Linked DNA regions of Rattus norvegicus: region 2 is linked to region 1. A link is a contact called in public Hi-C data. All regions are on one chromosome and are shown on one strand. Each heading gives the region's core, a stretch centred on a gene start, on an enhancer-like site or on the middle of the called end of the contact. The rest is flanking DNA. Distances are from core to core; before and after follow the strand shown. Region 1 holds the start of Larp1b (La ribonucleoprotein 1B). Region 2 has its middle 27 kb from the start of Larp1bl.

The links. A called contact is a pair of places that touch in the nucleus more often than the background predicts.
Region 2: a Hi-C map of liver shows a contact between it and region 1, with 5 times the contacts expected there. The contact joins the enhancer-like site here to the promoter of Larp1b in region 1. A contact is called at or near these places in 4 of 12 Hi-C or Micro-C datasets (Schwann cells, hepatocytes and liver).

The regions. Positions count from the first base shown.
Region 1 is chr2:125,862,579-125,865,278 of GRCr8, reverse strand. It overlaps Larp1b (La ribonucleoprotein 1B), which reads right to left and starts at 1,282. Exons shown (of 10, transcript NM_001415051.1): 1 at 446-1,282. The coding sequence starts at 974.
Region 2 is chr2:125,961,513-125,964,212 of GRCr8, reverse strand. No RefSeq gene overlaps it. Among named protein-coding and RNA genes, the nearest start is that of Larp1bl, 27 kb to the right of the region's middle. Within about 2 kb of position 1,387, at least 2 of the 93 cell types and tissues checked have an H3K27ac peak or open chromatin away from gene starts, as enhancers often do. A contact at or near this core is called in liver, where this site is marked.

The DNA.
Region 1 (2,700 bases), core at 33-2,532:
GACCAGCTGTGCAATCCAGACTCCCAGTCAACTGTCCTATCTCAGGCATTCTGAAACACAACCGAAAAACACCTAATACCAGCTGCCTTCAGAGCCACATCTACCTGGCAGCTTTTTGAGACTTTCGTTTCACCAACTTTACCTCAGGAGCGAGCCCGATCGCGCTTCCACTTACTCACACGCAGGCTCGTCCCGACTCGCTTCCACTCTGTGGCAAGTTCGCGGAAACTTTTCCACAGTATTCACCGCGTCCAGGACGCCGACACGTGAAGGCACGAGCCCAACACGGCCGCGCTGCCCAGTCACCCACGCCGTGCCCCTACCCGTCAAGGAGAACCTGAGGTCCCACCTCTTCCTGTCGCTCCCTCTCCCACATGTCCATTTATGTAAATCGGCACAGTGAATGACACCTAGGAACCAAACACCTCCCGCGGATCGCACTCACCGGCCTCCGGGGAGTCCTGAGCGGGCGGCGGCACGCCGGTGCCCACCGGGGACAGGTGCTGAGGCAGCTTCTTGGTCCACGGGTTCCCCTTTGGCAGCGGCGGCGGCTTGTCCTCGAGGCCGGCTGCCGCTGGGTCCTCACGGACGTCCTCCGGTGGGTCCCGAGGTGCTGGCGGCGGCGGCGGTGGCGGCGGCGGTGGTGGTGGCGGCGGCGGCGGCGGGGCCTCCCCGCCGAAGGGACCCCCGGGCGCACGCGCCTTGTGCGCCAGGTGCAGCGCCAGCGGCCTCACGGGCACGGCCGCTTGCGGCACGCTGTGTCCCAGCACGAGCGCCGGCGACGGCTCTCCCCGCGCCCCCGCGCTGGTGGCGGCCGCGGCCCGCTCCTCCCTCGCCTCTTTGCCCTCCCGCTCGCCGGGCGCCGGCTGCTCCGCCCGCCGGCTCGCCGCTGCCAACAGCGCGTCCCGGTCTCCGGCCACGGCGGGCGGGTCCTCCCGGGGGGCAGCGGCGGGCACCGGGGCGCGAGCGGACATGGCCGGCCCCTGGCCCCAGCCTCCTGCCCAGCCTGGGGCCGTCCGGGTCCAGGGAGCCCGGCCGCCCCTCTCTCCACACGGGGGCACCGACCCGCTTCGGTCCTGGGACGCGGAACCTGCCCGCCGAGGCGTGCAGCGCCCGGCGTGCCCGTCCTCCCCGCCCGCCGAGCGGAGCGCTAACCGCCCGCCGCCCGGCCTCGTCGCAGCGCACGGCTGGAGCTCGCCACACGCGCCGGGCGCGCCCGAGCCGCGAGCCCTCAGCGGGCGCGGGCGACGACGCGGCGCTCCAGCCAGTCTGAAGGATCTCTGGCGAGCCGCGGAGGCGCGCGCGGCCTTAGCCGGTAACTGCCCCAGAGGGCGGGGCGTGCAGAGGGCGAGGCAGTCGGGGGCGGGGCGTGCAGAGGGCGAGGAAGGCAACTGGGCGGGGCGTGCGGAGGGCGAGGAGGGCCAATGGGCGGGGTGGTCAAATAGGCGGGGCGTTTATAGGCCGAGGCGGGCCGATGGGCTGGGCGTGCGGAGGCGGAGGCGTCCAAGAGGCGGGGCGCGCAGAGGGCGAGGCGGGCCAATGGGCGGGGCGTGATAAAGGCAAGACAGCCAAGAGAATCAGCGTTCGGTAGGCGAGGTGCCCAAGGACCAGGGCGAGGGCCAGTCAGGGTGAGGGGCGGGGCGGGTAGAGGACGAGGCAGGGTAGGGGGCGGGCACCCTGGAGAGTGACATGCCTACTCACTGGCATCCCTAAACGCTGCGGGCGACCGCGGCCTGAGGAGTCTTCGCGAGTGCGGCGGGCGTGGTTTGATGAGGGCCCCGCCCTAGCGGCCAGCGAGGTTGAACCTGCACTCTTGGGGAGCACCCGACATCTGTGACCCAGGGACAAGGAGGACTCTCCTCCGGAACCGGGAGGATTAGAAAGCCCATATTGCGCTTCAGGTTCTTCAGGAGGGTGGGTCCTTAGGACCCGGGAAAAGTTTTCCGCTAACGCTGTGGACTCCGTAGGCACTCCTGATCCGCAGCCAAGTTCAGGTGAAGACTCAGCCGCGACATTAAGTGACATTAAGTGACAAGTGCACTTACTTGTCCGTCCTGATTCTAACCCACAGACAACGAAATGCTTGAGTTCTCTTGAGTAAAGCAAACACTTAACATTTCGCCACCTTTTTCATTTTTCACTTTTTCAATGACTTTTGATGTTTTCAAACTAGATGTTCGGTAGCACAAGTTGACCTCGATCTCGAGGTTGGCCGTGAGCTTTCTTTTCCCCTTGCTTTTGAGACAGCGTACTACTATAGTCCAGGCTGCCCTGGAAGCCATCGACTTAGACCAGTCTGGTTCTGAACTCAAAGGAATGCACCTGCCTCAGCCTTTTAAATGTTGGGATGACTACAGGCGTGAGTACTAGGCACCAGGCAGTCTTGAACTTTTTTTAAAGAATTCTTTTAGAGTTCCTAGGGCTGGTATTAAAGCTTAAGGACCACACCCAGTAGGCTTTGTACATTCAGTCTCTCCGTCTAGATGTCTTTTTTTAGATCTGCCTGCCTCTGCCTCCCAAATGCTGTGATTAAAGAAGTGCACTGCCTCACCCAGCATGAATTATTCTATTTTTAATTACAGGAATGTGAGTACGTGTGTGCATTTGTGTGTACAATTGTGCAGGTGCCCCAGATTACCGGAGGAATTGGATCACCCTTAGCTGGAGATACAGGCTGTTGTGAGCTGCCCAGCACCGTAC
Region 2 (2,700 bases), core at 138-2,637, 99 kb before region 1:
GCTTTGTGGAAAAAGCTGTGGCCAGGAGACAGCATTTCTGGCCCTTACTTGCAGCAGCCGACTCTGATGGAAAACCAAGTTTTGACGGAACCATAACTCCCCTGCTAATTCTTCTTCCTCAAAACACCTTTGCTGTGACCATTTGAGCCAGTACTACATCAGCTCGGCATGATTTAGGCATTAACAGTTCAAACCCAGTCAAGACGGGAGAACACAGTGCTTCAGAAACAGCCATTAAAACTGTTTCCAGGACACTGGTATTTCAAAGTGAAGGTGCTGCCCACATAGCACAGCAAGTTTGCATTTTATGGAATCTTTAAGCATTAAGAAGACTCGAGAAAAGTGTGTGATGCATGCTTCCCTCAGGCTAACACTCAGGAAGTGGAGTCAGGAGGATCAGAAGTTCAGGCTCCTCTCTGCTAATAGTAAGTTCAAGGCCAATCTAGGCTGCATGAGTCCCTAACTCAAAAGGGGAAAGACAACTTTTATAGGGCTGGAGAGATGGCTCAGTGGTTGAGAGCACTGACTGCTCTTCCAGAGGTCATGAGTTCAATTCCCAGCAACCACATGCTGGCTCTCCAATAGTGGGATCCAATGCCCTCTTCTGGTGTGGCTGACAGCTACAGTGTACTCAGATAAGTATAATAAATTGTCTTTTTTAAAAGAATTTTTTACTACTAGCGAACTACAGAGTATATGAATGACTTCACCTGGGCCTCTTAAAGTCTATACTATAATTTTGAACATTAACACCAGTAAAGCTTACTAAAATATACAATGGGAATGAAGCAGGCTGGGGCTGGTCATGACTTAGGGTGTCTGTTAAATCAGTTTCAGCCTAAGTAGAGGAAAAGGCGGGTAATAAAACTGATTTACAGAAGATAGGAAACCAGCTACTGTTAAAGTTGTTATAAAAGCTATAGAAGAACTCCTGGGGCAAATTCTTAAACGTGAACAAAAACACGAGTTCTGTAAAGCAGGAAAAGTTCAGCTTAGAATGTGTGGTGCCCCTGCTGGATGGGAGGGACCACGGCAAGACAGTCTCATGTCCAGTTCCTGGAGGGTCATCTGCCAGGCATGGAGTGTGGCAGTGTTTCCAATTCATAACCCCGTACCTACACTTCCTGGAACTCACCCTAGTCAGCTGTTCAGTCCTGTTTCTGATAAGCAGGTGAACCTGCCACAAACAAGGCTGGAAAAACAGTCCTAAGTTATCCGCAGGCAAGCACAGTACAAAGGACAGGAGCTTTAAGTATACTGATTACACAGAACACTTAAAGGGACATTTGTAACTTCCTAGAGGGATCGTGCCTTGGCCAGTCAGAGCTGTCTTGGCAGCTGTTTACATGGGGCTCCTCATCTCAGGCGCTGTGTCAATTTCTCTGCTCGGGTTCTGGCAACACCCCGAGATAAGCAGGACTTTGTGACTGAAGGAGCCTGAACTCCACAGACAGCAGTTTCACAGTCGCAGCTGCTAATTTCTTACCTTAAACCCACAGGAGTCTGCTAATTTATGTGGATCATTCTCCTCAAAGCTCATGCCTTAGATTATACTTAGTGATAGGTAATTGCAAACCAATTTGGACGTTAAACATTACGGGACTGAGATAGCTACGTTATAATAAAAATCAAATATCTTTTCAAACACCATGGGTGTGGTGCCTTGGTAGGTCGGGGGCGGGCCGTGGCTATGCTGAAGCACAGAGTGGTTGGATTCAAGTTCAGCATATACTGTACAATGAGGTCCTGTCTCAGACAAAACAAAACACCCACCTTGAAAAACAGATTGCTTCATAGCCTCAGAATCACCTGGAAAAATACAAAAGCAATGGCATTCTGGCTTAGAATTCGCTGCAGTAATAGGTGTTGTTAGAAAGCATTCTATTAGCCAAACTCTTCCTTCATTGGCCAAGAGAAAAATATTATTGGAAGCAGGGCTGGGGATGTAGAGAGATTTAGAGTACTTGCTTAGAAAGAGAGGCTTGGCTCAATCCTTGGTAACATATTTTAAAGAATGGCAAACAGTAAAAGGATATAGATGATTTTTTAAGTATTTTATTCTTACTACTGTGCACATGTGTGCAGGTGACCACAGAAGCCAAAGCTGGAGATTTAGGTAATCATGAAATGCTGATGTGCGGTCTGAGGGGCTCAAACTCTGTTATCTGTAAGGGCAGCTACACACACAACCCATCATTTCTGCAGCCCAACATGGTTCTTAATTAAGCTTGGAACAAATTCTTTATACCTTATTAAGGCCAGAAAAACATTACTTCTGAATAGTTTGGTATAAATATGGTCATTTTGGGTTTGTATTTTCTAGGAAAATGGGGGTTCTATTCTTTTCTAACCATAACGTCCCCAAGGACTTATCTAAGTCTGCATCAGAAGCCACTAATCAGACAAAATACAGTCTAACCAATGAGCACCCAGTCTTGTTTTCCTGCTTCAGGGTTCCTAGCCTGCCTATCTGCCCAGCTGTGTGGTAACTTGTTTGTTATAAGAGAATGCTCTACTGGGATCCCAGGCAGGACCTCTTTACCAGTGATTTAACTACATAGTTTATGTTGGCCACACATGTAAACGAAAATTTAGTGTTTCCCTTCCAATAATGAAACAGCTCAGTCTAATTTACTAGTAACAGGGAAATGTATGGATATTAGTAATTCAAGTCTTTGATATAATTCTATAACACCACAA